Linked DNA regions of Sus scrofa: region 2 is linked to region 1. Evidence: chromatin contacts called from public Hi-C data. All regions are on one chromosome and are shown on one strand. The core of a region is the stretch at or near the end of the contact, and the rest is flanking DNA. Distances in the headings are between cores, read along the strand shown.

What was found. A called contact is a pair of places that touch in the nucleus more often than the background predicts.
Region 2: a Hi-C map of retroperitoneal adipose tissue shows a contact between it and region 1, with 3 times the contacts expected there. The contact joins two enhancer-like sites. A contact is called at or near these places in 9 of 47 Hi-C or Micro-C datasets (alveolar macrophages, blood, embryonic fibroblasts and 5 more) and 1 of 2 datasets of contacts at active chromatin or transcription factors (alveolar macrophages).

Annotation. Positions count from the first base shown.
Region 1 is chr15:137,321,640-137,328,101 of Sscrofa11.1, reverse strand. All of the region lies in intron 1 of LRRFIP1 (leucine-rich repeat flightless-interacting protein 1), which reads right to left. Among named protein-coding and RNA genes, the nearest start is that of LRRFIP1, 42 kb to the right of the region's middle. Within about 2 kb of position 4,066, at least 5 of the 83 cell types and tissues checked have an H3K27ac peak or open chromatin away from gene starts, as enhancers often do. A contact at or near this core is called in retroperitoneal adipose tissue, where this site is marked.
Region 2 is chr15:137,526,925-137,533,186 of Sscrofa11.1, reverse strand. All of the region lies in intron 2 of RAMP1 (receptor activity modifying protein 1), which reads right to left. Among named protein-coding and RNA genes, the nearest start is that of UBE2F, 37 kb to the left of the region's middle. Within about 2 kb of position 3,811, at least 23 of the 83 cell types and tissues checked have an H3K27ac peak or open chromatin away from gene starts, as enhancers often do. A contact at or near this core is called in retroperitoneal adipose tissue, where this site is marked.

The sequences.
Region 1 (6,462 bases), core at 2,817-5,316:
AGTTTTCGGCCTCCGTTCCTAACGCTGCTCTTTTTTCCGCCCCGGTTTCAGGGCTCCGTTGACATCGAACCAAAGGCCCTGGGAGGGTTACTGGACCCGAAGTGGAAAATCCTTCTGGGTCTTTCAGGGCGTCGAGTACAGTTCTTTTTTCCTCCTTAATTTTGGCTTTAAAAAGTCACATGATTGATCACATGATTGACCACTGGTCCCCGGTTTCTCGTCAAGGTTTGAAAGAGAAAATAATACTGATCAGGCAAATTCATGCCCCGGGTCACCTCGCACTTAACGGACACTGCCGACCATCCTGCAAACAGTAAACAGGAATTTTCGCATTTTATGGGTCATATTACACCTTTGTCTGAATGCCACAGAAAGTGAAGTCCACACACAGCTGTGCTCACGGCCCGGCCCCACCCCCGGGGGGCACGGAGGGGAGGGTCTCGCCATTCGACAGCCACCGCGTGGGTGGAGGGCGCACAGAGACCCCGCAGCTGCCGCTGTGACAGTGAGCACGGGCCCTCAGACCTCCGGGGCAAGACTGATGCCACATAACTGCACAATAAGTAATTAACTAAGTAATGAGGCGTGTGACACGTGCGGCCACATTAACTGGAAACACCCCCACACCCTGCCCGGGGAAGGGAATGCAGACAGACAACTCAGCCTTGTTTCTGAGGAAACAAGATGATTCCAGGGACGTGGGGAGGAGGAGGGCCCTCCTGTGAAGCCCATGGGCTCCCTGCCCTTGCCCCGTGGGCAAAGTGCAAGCTCCCAGAGGTCACCTGGACATCACCCTCCTAGGTGCCGCCTGGCGTCCTGCCACCAGACGGTGGCCTTTTCATCCCACGGGCCAGTGACAGAAGAGTCTGTTCTGCCTCCTGGTGGTGATTTCAAACCCGACACCAAATCTCCAGCTTTCTTCTGTTCCCTGAGATCATTTATAAAAACTGGAGCGTTTGTAATACAAGAGGGCCCGGCCCTCAGCTGAGGAACTTGGGCAACAAGCTCACCTATGTCAGCGTTTTATTTAACGTAGAAACGTCACCACTCTTCTGACTCACAGAGGCAATGTACACGCATTGATAAGTCTCATCATTTCTTTTTTTGGGTCACACCCAGGGCACTGGAAAGTTCCCAGGCCAAGGATCGAACCTGCACCACAGCAGTGACAACGCTGGATCCTTAACCTTCTGGCTCACCTGCTGGTTAGCTACTAGGGATCTCCAGTCTACTCCGCCCATAAACTCTAACAATTCCACCAACAGGGAAGGAATTTCATTAATGCCCTATGAAGTGAAAAACTGTAACTATTAAAAAGACACTGAAAGTCAGTATTTCGTGGTTTATCCACAGCAATCCTTGAAGACACAAGATGAATCACATTACAAGATTTGTTTAGAGCTTCAGACTAAGGGAAATATTTTAAAATATATATCATCTGTTCTTAGGTATTGGTAAGGTCTTATTTCAACATATGATAAAGTAGTTATTCTCTTAGAACAACCAGAATAATAAACTACATATAAAACGAACTTAAATTTAGGTCAATACTTTTGTTTAAAGGCAAGATAAAATTTGTGTTATGCGGGTGCGGAAAATGTTCTGCTTCCAGTCTGAACAATATGATCCTGACGGATACCTAAGAATTTTTAAATCTTTGATTTCTGTTCAATTTTTATTTTTGAGACATTAAATTTTCATTGAACACAAAATTCTCTCTTTGCTGAAGAACTAGATTTTCCATCTATACTGTAAGAGTCTCTATGTTCTCTATTGAATTTATTTATTTATTTATGTTTTGTCTTTTGTCTTTTTACGGCCACACCCACAGCATATGGAGGCTCCCGGGCTAGGGGTCCAGTCGGAGCCACAGCCACAGCAACGTGGGATCCAAGCCGCATCTGCAACCTACACCACAGCTCATGGCAATGCCAGATCCTTAACCCATTGAGTGAGGCCAGGGCTCGAACCTGCAACCTCATGGTTCCTAGTCAGATTTGTTCCCACTGCACCATGATGGGAACTCCTTTATTGAATTTAAAAAGTCACTGACAGGGAGTTCCCTTGCAGCACAATGGTTAAGTATCCAGTGTTGTCACTGCAGCAGCTGGGGTCATTGCTGTGGCACGGGTTCGATCCCTGGCCTGGGAACTTTCACGTGCCTCGGGCATGGCCCAAAATAAAACAAAATAAAATAAACTCATTAAGAATGGAGTTTTCCTGTGGTGCCGTAGGTTAAGGATCTGTTGTCGTCATTGCTGTGGCATGGGTTCGAGCCCTGACCCAGGAACTTTTGTATGCTGCAGGTGCAACCAAAAAAAAAAAAAAAAAGTCACTAACAAAATAAGAAATGAAGGGCCCGCCCCTTCCTCTGTCCACCTGTGACCACGTGTCCTGACACTGAGATGCTTGCTATGTGCTCCCGTGGACGTCCACAAACTGTGAGGACCTGATATAGTACCATCCGCATCATTTAGGGAAAGATGCAGAGAGCAGAAGGAGGAGGAGAAACTCTCAGCCTGGTGACTGTGAAAAAGCCTCGAGAAATTTGTTGCCAGCTTCCCATCACCTAACCAGCTTTCCCAGAGAGCTGTTCACAAGGGGAACACGCACATGCTTTGCACAGATACACAGAGAACAGGCGCTGACCGGGGCCCAGTCCCTGGCCCGCTTCTCCACGGGGACCACGGAAGTCGGGAGAAGGAGCCAGAAGCCGGTGGGTGCCTGCTGCGGCTGCTAAGCCCCAGCAGGGCCCTGGCCCCCCTGCCCTGGCTCCCTCCCCTGCCCCCAGCTCTTCCTGCTGCATGTCTCTGGGGTTGCCCTGAGAATGCAAAAGACTCCATAAGAATGTGGTCACTGGACGGTCCCCTTCTGACTGGAAAGTGTCTGCTGTCAGTGTCCAACAGCAAGAAAGACTCTATTCTGCGGGGCAACAAATTGGCTTTCGTGGGACCATTTGTTTTCCTCGAGACTAAGTGTCTCAGAGCCTGACTTGACGTGAGACGCCTCTGGCTCTCAGACCTGCACCTTCACGGCAGCTCAGGGTACGTGTGCGGCGCACATGGCCACGCAGTCCACGGCCAGCACCCTGCCGTGATGCAAGTTCCCTGCTCATCACCTGCATGGCGGGAGGCTGGTGCCAGCATAACGGCCACACGAACTGCAAGGGGTTCCCTTAGTTCAGAATCCCAGGACCCTTTATATTTTTATTTTTATTTGGCCACGGCTTACAGCAGCTCGATACGGGATCTCAGTCTCAGACCAGGGACTGAACCCAGCCCACAGCAGTGAGAGTGCTGAATCCTAACCACTAGACCACCAGGGAACTCCTCCCGGGGCCCCCTTTTAGATGCCATAGGCTGGTTCTCCCGTGTAAGACCTGAAGATACTGTACATCTCTTCAGAGAAAACAAGAGGGGTGGACGGGAACCTTCGACGGACAGGACTGGGGGCTGCCTCCCTCCACAGCCACAGGCCCGCCCCCCTCCCCCGTCCCCGTGCTCTGCTCACACCTCTGCTGGACACTCAAGGGGACACCACGTGCCCAATGTTATCAAAATGCCAGACATGCCTTACTTTGCTATGTCTCACGACAGCCCTACCAGGAGAAAGCTCTCGCTCTCGACTGAGGACGAGGAAACCAAGGCGGGGACTGGCTGAGCCACTTGCCAGGGTCCTGCAGCCGGCGGAGCAGGTGTGAGCACCGGCACACAGAGCCGCATGAACAAGGTCCCAGGACCCTCATCACAGGGTCCTCTGACCACCGCAGCCTGGGTCAGATGCTGCAGTGGCCCTTTTCGTGTGTGTCTCGTTGATGCCTCGACAGCCTGAAAGGTGGGTATTGTTATTCCTGCGCACGACTGTGGAGACCTCGGCCCGGGGTTGAGTGATGTGCTCCAGTTGACACAGGTTCAGGACTGGCCAAGCCCCAGGAGCTCAGCTGGGCTGCCCTCCCCCAGGGTCCTGGCTCCTTCCTGCCCCATCCCAGCCTCCATCGGACGGCCTCCATCTCCTTAGAAGCACAGCTGGAAGGGGCCTCCAGACATGATCTGGCCTGGTCCCTGCTCCGAGAAGATGTCCTTAGTCCAGCCCCCCCACCCCACAGTGCCCGAGGTGGTGAGATCCTGGGCCAGGGATCAAACCCCCACCAAAGCAGTGACCTGAGCCGCTGTAGTGACAACGCTGGATCCTTAACCCGCTGCGCCACAAGAGAACCCCGCATTATTTCAGTCTTGGCGAGTGACCTGTCCAAGGTCACGTGGGCAAAGCGGCCACACCTAGAACAGAGCGACCTCCGTCTCAGCAGGACCACTTTCCGCTCCACCAGCCGTGTTAGGACAGCCGCAAATAGCTTTATTGGGGACATTTCAGACTTTTTCCTCTCCATGAAAAAAAACGCAACTGACAAATCATCCTTAGATAATGTGTTATTTTTTCCCTTTTGTAATTATAACCATCTACCACCATTTGTCAAATGTCCAAGAACACAGGAAAACCTACTCCTCCCAGCTGGTTTTTGTTAAATGATTTGGTGTCTAATATTCAGATGTTTCCAGACTCTCTTGATCTCCCTCCAGAAGCTGACTCAAGCTGCTCCAGGCGGTGGTGCTCGAGGCTTTGTCCAGTGGACACCCTCACACGTGGGTGGAAATTCAAGAGACCCGCTAGGCTTCTGTTCATCAGCAGCTGTTTCCTAGGGGACAACGTGATGGAACAGCCAGCTGGTGTTTAAGGAGATGGTGATATCTTTTTCCTTTTCTTTTTGGGGCCACACCTGTGGCATATGGAGGTTCCCAGGCTAGGGGTCGAATCAGAGCTATAGCCCCCAGCCTACACCACAGCCACAGCCACACGGGATCTAAGCCGCATCTGAGACCTACACCACAGCTCACAGCAACACCGGATCCTTAACCCACTGAGGGATGACCGCGTTCGAACCTGTGTCCTCATAGAGACTGTGTCAGGTTCTTACCCCACTGAGCCACAAAGGGAACTCCAAGATCATGGTATTTTTAAAGAGAGGAGTATGCATGCGTTTATCTGAGGTGGGGACATCTTTTTGGTCCCACTTAATATAAGTCCAGCTCTCTGCTCTCATTCGTCCGCTCAGCACACCATGACGGCGTCAACGTCTTATAGGTCCGACCAGTGGAGAAGCTATTGTAGGACCATCCAGTACCTGGCTAACCATGCTTCTTTCAGGCGATGAGAAGACGTTCAACTCCTAATCCCAGCTGAGATCCTGCAGTAGCTCTGAAACGGGTTCATAAGTAAACTACAAATCACCGAGGAAACAAAACTTGCACCCCAGGATGTGTTTTGACAGTTTGAAAAAGAACTTCAAAAAATGAGGAATCGAGAGGCACCCGTTTTTCGCTCTCACCTTGACAAAGGCTAAGGATAACCACAGCGCTGGGTTTTGTGGCGAGGAGGACACTTCGTTTCCAGCAACACAGATGTAAATGTAACTGACACCAGGTTTCAGTAAAGCAGTGGGGAACCTAGTAGGATCCTCAAATATGTTTATATACTTTGCTTTTTCTTCTTTCTTTCTTTCCTTCCTTCCTTCCTTCTTTCTTTCTTTCTCTTTCCTTCTTTCTTTCTTTTTGCTTTTTCAGGCCACAGTGGTGGCCCATGGAGTTTCCCAGGCTAGGGGTCCAATCAGAGCTATGGCTGCCGGCCTACACCACAGCCACACCAACATGGGATCCTTAATCCACTGAGTGAGGCTAGGGATCGAACCTGCAACCTCATGGTTCCTAGTCGGATTTGTTTCCACTGCGCCATGATGGGAACGCCTGTTTATACTTTTAAAGTCTAATATTCTAATTTAAGGAGAGCATTTGAAGTACAAAAAATTATTTACTCTTTTTTATTCTTTGTATGGCCACACCTACAGCATATGGAAGTTTCTGGGCTAGGGTTTGAATCAGAGCTGCAGCTGCTGGCCTACACCACAGCCACAGCAATGCCAGATCCTTAACCTACTGAGTGAGGCCAGGGATCAAACCAGGGAGTCTGCATGGATACTAGTCAAGGCTTAACCTGCTGAGCCACAACAGGAATTCCCCTTCTTTCTTTCTTTAAAAAAGAGAATAAAAATGCAATATTTCCAAATATACAATTGGGACTATGTTCAAAAACACCCATAGATAAAAGAACAGGGCCTAATTTTTATTTTCTCTTATTGCCTGAATTTTCCTTATTATTTTCTACAATAATCATGTATGATACTTAATATAATAAATCAAACGTTTCCTTTTGCCAGCAATTTTTACCTTTGTTGGTAATTTCTTCATTGATTCAGAAAGAAAAAAAAAAAAACTATTGTAAACCAAATCGCACAGGAAGTGCCCTGAGATTAATATACGGGGAGTGTGAATGCTCCTACCCCAGCCTAGGGAAGTCAGGGAGGGCTTCCTGGAGGAAGGGCAGACTGAGTGTAGAAGGATGGGATGTGAT
Region 2 (6,262 bases), core at 2,562-5,061, 210 kb before region 1:
CAGGGGGTTGAAGGATCCAGTATGGCCACACAAGTCACGGCTGGGGCTCAGAGTCAGTCCCCTGGCCTGGGACTTCTATACACCCTGAGTATAGCCATTAAAAAAAAAATGTAGTTTCCAGAAGGCGAGTCACTTCTGCTTCTGCTTAGAATGGAGGAAGCTGTGGAGTGCTGCTCCCACACGCACAACAACAAACGCTGAGGAAACGACAAAATCATACGTTTTCTTGAGTCCGTTAGAGAGCTGAGCCTGCAAGGCAGCAAAGGGACTTGAATTTCAAGGAGGAGCAAGGCCGGGACTGGCTCCCCTGGGGCAGTGCCTGGAGCAAGGTGCAGCTGCCAGGCCAGCTACGTAATGATGAACTGCCCAGGGCCAGGTGTGGGCTGCAGGTCAGTCTGGAATTTCTGGGGCCCCAGATGCACTGGCAGTTCTGTGATTCTCCGCTCTTTCCCATGAGGCTCTGGTGCTGAGAAAGGTTAGGGGCCGTCGGGGCATTGGTGGCTGCACACATTTCCCTAATCTTTCTCACAAAAGCAGCGACAGCCTCGGGACCCTGGAGGAAGAGCAGTGGATCATGATGAACAGGCCCAAAGCCCTTCCCACTTTCCCAGACCCTTTTCTCCAGGAAGCGAAGCCTTGACCGAGGAAGGGATGGCACAGCCCGTCAGCTCCAGGGCACAAGAAGACACACCATGGCTGGAAAAAGACTGTTCCCCTGAGAGGGTAGCAGGAAACTTTCATGGACCTAGGATCCTGCAAGATACCAAACCTCTTCGGTCACTGGGGAGGGACAGGAATCTCGCACCCAAGACCCCATAGAAATAGGGCAGAGACTGGCTGCCACAGGGAGGGGGAGCAGGAATGCTGAGGCTGAGGGCAAGGGGTCTTTCTAAGCTGAGGCTGGACCAGGACACAGGGAACCGCTTCCTCTACTTTCAGTACAAACCTGGCAAAGAAAACCAAGGAACAGCAGCCTGCTGCAGGAAGATGGAGAGAGACCCACCCTGTGGCACAGGTGTGCAGGTGGGACACACGACACTGAGGAAAGTTCTCTAGCCCCACCCTGAGTACAGGGCAAAGGCAGCCCAGTGCTTGAGGTATCTGAGGAGCCTGCAGTGCTCAGAGGAAACCACAGCAATGACAAATCCCAATCCCAGTCCAACTCCTCCCAAGACTGACTTACACCCCACACTAACAGCCTGGAGAAGAGGCTTACCCAGCTCCAGATGTACATACTGTTTACCTCAATCTCCTCTATTCTACACGTGCACATTCAGCATTCAATAAAACACGAAGACCCACGGTCAAGAGAGAAAGCAATCAACAGAATCAGACTCAGAGATGCCCCAGATATGGTCACTGCCATATAGGGAATTTGAAAAAGGTTAATATGATAAAGGGTCTCGTTGAGAAGGCAGACAATATGCATAAGCAGAGGCTTTCAGCAGAGAGATAGAAACTGTAAGAAAGGCAAAGAGATACTTGGGGGGGGAGGAACCTCCGTGAGTATCGGAGTCCGTCTTTGATGGGCTCATCATCAGACTCGACGTCTGAGGAAAGAATTAGTGAACCTGAAGATGGGTCAGTAGATACTAACCATTAAAAAAAAAAAAGGGAAAAGAAGAAACAAGAGCTGAGGTCAATTAACAGCATTATTAATGATGCCAACTCCAATTTGTAATTTGAGTCCAAAAGAAGGAGAAGGAGTGGGGCAGAAGAAATATTTAAGGAATAATGGCTGAGAATTTTCCAACAATAATGAGATGTCAAATCCCAAAACTCAGAAGGCTAGACACCCCCAAACAAGACCAAAAAAAGAAAAAATGAGGAGTTCTCATTGTGGCACAGTGGAAATGAATCTGACTAGGAACCATGAGGTTGCGGGTTTGATCCCTGGCCTTGCTCAGTGGGTTAAGGATCTGGCGTTGCCATGAACTGTGGTGTAGGTCAAAGATGTGGCTCAGATCCTGCGTTGCTGTGGCTGTGGTGTAGGCTGGCAGTTGTAGCTGCGATTTGACCCCTAGCCTGGGAACCTCCATGTGCCGTGGGTGCAGCCCTAAAAAGACAAAGACAAATATATATATAGATATATATAGAACAGAAGCAATTTTGGACCCACACAAAGAGAGGAAGAGCTCCATACACAGTACCAGTGAAGGTATAGAGAATATACTTTCCCTTAATTTTGTCCAGGAAGTGAGCAAATGGAGCAGAGGCCATAAGTCAACATTGATGAGAGAATCAGGGCGGCCTGGAAGGGCTGTAAGGAAAAGGCTGGGGCTCTCCGGCACCCAAGCATCCCTCGACCCCAGCCCCCATCATATGGTCTCTAAGTTGCTGGGTCACTGCTTTTTTGTTTGTTTGTTTGTTTTTTCCTGCCCTGGCTGCCCACTGGGTCATTGCAGACTCCCTTGGTCTGTGTGAGTGGCTAGACTGGCACGCCATGCGGGAGAGCGTGGGCAGAGGCAGCGGGGGGGTAGGTAAGATCCATGCCCCAGGGGTGTGTGGTTTTCCAAGTGAACAAGGACTCATGTTGCAAGTGGAAAGCAGAAGTGGAAAAGCCAGAGGAAGTCAGAACAGACGGGGTCTCATTGTGGAAAAAAAAAAAAAAAAGAATAAGTGTTTATCAAAGGCCTATCACAAGGTTAGTACATATGTGTCAGGGACTGTTAAAATCCCAAGTCCAGCCTTTTGAGCTGGTTGGTTTTCTTTAGCAATTTTTTTTGGCCAAAGGAAAAAAAAATTTTTTTTTTTTTTTCCCCCTCACACAGCTTGATGTGAGATCTCAGTTCCCAGACCAGGGCCTTTTTTTTTTCTTTTTTTTTTAGGGCCACACCCATGGCATATGAAGGTTCTCAGGCTAGGGGGTCTCATCGGAGCCACAGCCACGCCAGGTCTGAGCCACGTCTGCGACTTACACCACAGCTCACGGCAACGCCGGATCCTTAACCCACTGAGTGAGGCCAGGGATCCAACCCGCATCCTCATGGCTGCTAGTCGAGTTCGTTAATGCTGAGCCACAACGGGAACTCCCCAGACCAGGGGCTGAATCCAGGCCACAGCAGAAGGTGCCAGGTCCTAACCTTTAGACCACCAGGGAACTCTCTTGAGCTGACTGTGGATCAGCTCTAGGGCGGCATGGTTGTCTTCTTCCCCACCTCAGACCCCCCAAACCAACGAGTGGTTTTCAGTGTTCTGCAGACCCAGTGACAGACCGGCAACCCTCCAGTTTGCTCGCTGGAGAAGGTTCTGGAACAGAGACGGTCCCACAAGGAGGTGGCGCCATCTCCGGGCTGGCCAGCCTGGGTGGGAAGGAGCCCCTGCCCCAGGAACCTGTGACACCAGGGACCCCACGGGAGGCCACGCCCATCCCGAGCCGGTGGTGGGCTATTCTGGGACCAGCCAGGGTCTCCTTGAAATGCCCTGCCAGTCTGCAAAGCCATCCCCGCCTAAAAATATCTCCCAAGTGCAGTCAGCTGCCCACTTCATTCTGTTTATTTATACAGAAGTGACAGCTGAAACTTTCAATAAATATTGTGAGCTCTGTCAGCAAGGCCACGATAAACGCATTCCCCTCAGAGTACAGACATTCTTTGTCGAAAGAACACTGTCCTGACTGAAGGGGCAGGATAATCAGGACGAAATAGTTTCGCTCTAACCCTCTATTTCACTTCGCTTGTAAGGGAGTAATTATCCTTTTTGGCCGGGACTTTCTCCTCTGGCCCCCGAGTGAACTCTGCTTGGAATGTTCCGGAACACTATGCCGGGAGTTTCCACCAGGCCTGGGTCCCACGTCAAGGCTCTGGCACCGTTCACAGATGTTTATTTACTGCCAGGGAGGTGCCCACCGACGCCCAAGGGGCGTCGTCTGCTCTGGGGACACCTAGGGTTGCTGTTGTTCCCCCACAGCCCTGACTGGCGGTGATGTGGAGGATGGGAGTCTGCACCCTGGCGCCCCCAGGACTGGGTTCACATCCAGCTCCGCCTCTTATCCTGAGCGATCCCAGGGGTCTCATCTCACCCACCCAAGCCTTGGTCTCCTTATAGTCAAATGAAGAGACGGGTACCCACTTAGCAGACCAAGGGCCTGACCCACAGCAGGTGCCCAGTTCGTGGTGGTTTTCTCATCGCCTCTTCCCAACAACTGGTGGGTGGCCCCCTCAGCGTACATCTCTTTCATTTTTAAGGGTCGCACCCGTGGCATATGGAGGTTCCGGGGCTAGGGGTCTAATCAGAGCTGCAGCTGTTGGCCTACACCACAGCTCATGGCCACGCCGGATCCTTAACCCATTGAGCAAGGCCAGGGATCGAACCCTCATCCTCACGGACACATGATGGGTTCTTAACCTACTGAGCCATGACGAGAACTCCAAGTGTACATTTCCTGTTCTATAAACTCAAACGTTGACCAGGTGATGTGTGTCAAAGCCCTCGGAAGAGCTGAGCAAGAACCACTATTCTGGCTTCCTTTCTCTGGGCCAGTATTTGCCTCCATTCACTGGGAAAATTCACAACCTGGTGGCTTCCAGCAGCTTTAAATACCTGCTGGGAGGAAGGGACGTGGCATCACCTGGCATCCTGGCAGCCAGAGCAGGGGAAGGGGAAGATGGCCATTTGAGGCTGGCCCGAGGAGCCTGCCAAAACGCTAGACTGACATGCGGTGGGGTTAGATAGATTGGGGGGGGGCGGTCCAAGACGTCAAGACGGATCCTCATGATGTTTTTGGCTGAACAGTTCTGAAAGACAAATGACTAATAAGTATCTGGAAAAACCTCACTTTTAAGGAAAAAAGAAGCAAACATCCAAATAATCCATTTTACAAATAACACTCAGTGCTAGTCAAGGCATTGTGAAATGCGACAGGTGCTCGTATCATTACTAACAGAAGATAAATTGGTAAAAATTTCCTGAAAGGCAATCTGGCAATTATGTGCCAGTAACTTCAAAATCATGGATACCCTTCGATCCAGTCATTCTATTTCTGGGAATTACCCTAAGTTAATAACACGAAACGTAGACACAATAATGAAGATGTCCATTGTAGATGTATAATTATGGAAAAAAGAGCAGACAACAGGGTGGTGACGAAAAAAATTGCTTATGAGAGACTCTGCTATGTAGCTACTAAAACAATATTTAGGAAGAAATTTTAAAATGTGGGAAAATATTTATGTTAAAATGCTGAACCAAAGAAGAAGCAGATGAGACCAAGTTATACAATGTGGCTCCCCCATAAAATGGTCCACGTGGGAGGAGGGAGAGATCCCAGAGTGTAAGGAGGCGTTATCACCACTAGGGGGCAGTGATATGAAGGACTTTTCTTATCTCTGCTTTTTTGTGGGGCTTTCCAAGTTTTCTACAAAGATGCATTGTTTGTCTAATTACTTTTTTTTTTTTAATTTACTTATTTGGCTGTGGGCCTGGCAGGCGGAAGATCCCTGGGCCAGGGATGGAACCTGAGCCACAGCAATGACAATGCTGGATCCTTAACTTGCTGAGCCACCAAGGAACTCCTCTAATTATGTACATTTTTCTTCTCTCTCTCTCTCTCTCTTTTTTTTTTTTTTTGTCTTTTTAGGTCCGCCCCTGTAGCATATGGAAGTTCCCAGGCTAGGGGTCTAAGAGGAACTGCGGATGCCAGCCACAGCCACAGCCACTTGGGATCCCCAGTTGCGTCAGCAACCTACCCCACATTTTGCAGCAACGCCAGATCCTTAACCCACCGAGAGAGGCCAGGGATCGAACTGGACACTATGTCGGGTTGAGCCACAAGGGGATAATTATATTTTTAAACAGCTGGTTTAGGAAAAACGCCTGCAGAAAACCAGACACTGAGTCACTGCATTTGCAGCCACGGGGCGCTCCTTCTTGCATGTCGGGGCGGCAGGAGGCTTTTCACGCAGGGGACTTGTGTGCGCGGCTCTGAATCCCAAGCCGCAGGGAGAACTGGGCGCGGAGGCAGGCTGAGAGGGGCTTGTCGGGGGCCCGCTGTCCCCGCTGCCCGGCAGGCCGCACCTTGCTGGGGGCGTGGCCAGCGGGCTGCGGGCCCCTCCCCCCGGGAGGCCGGACCCCGCAGGGCCCGCCCCGCCGAGCCCGACCCCCGCCCGCCGCCCTTCCTCCTGCCACCCGCTGCCCTCTGCCCGAGTGGGGCGGGGTAAAGCCTGTCCCAGGGCCACCAGGGGGACACCCCCCTCCCACCCTCCGCTTCCAGCACAGGCGGTTCTGCCCCGGCCTTTGCAGGAGTGGAAGGAGCTCTGGGACC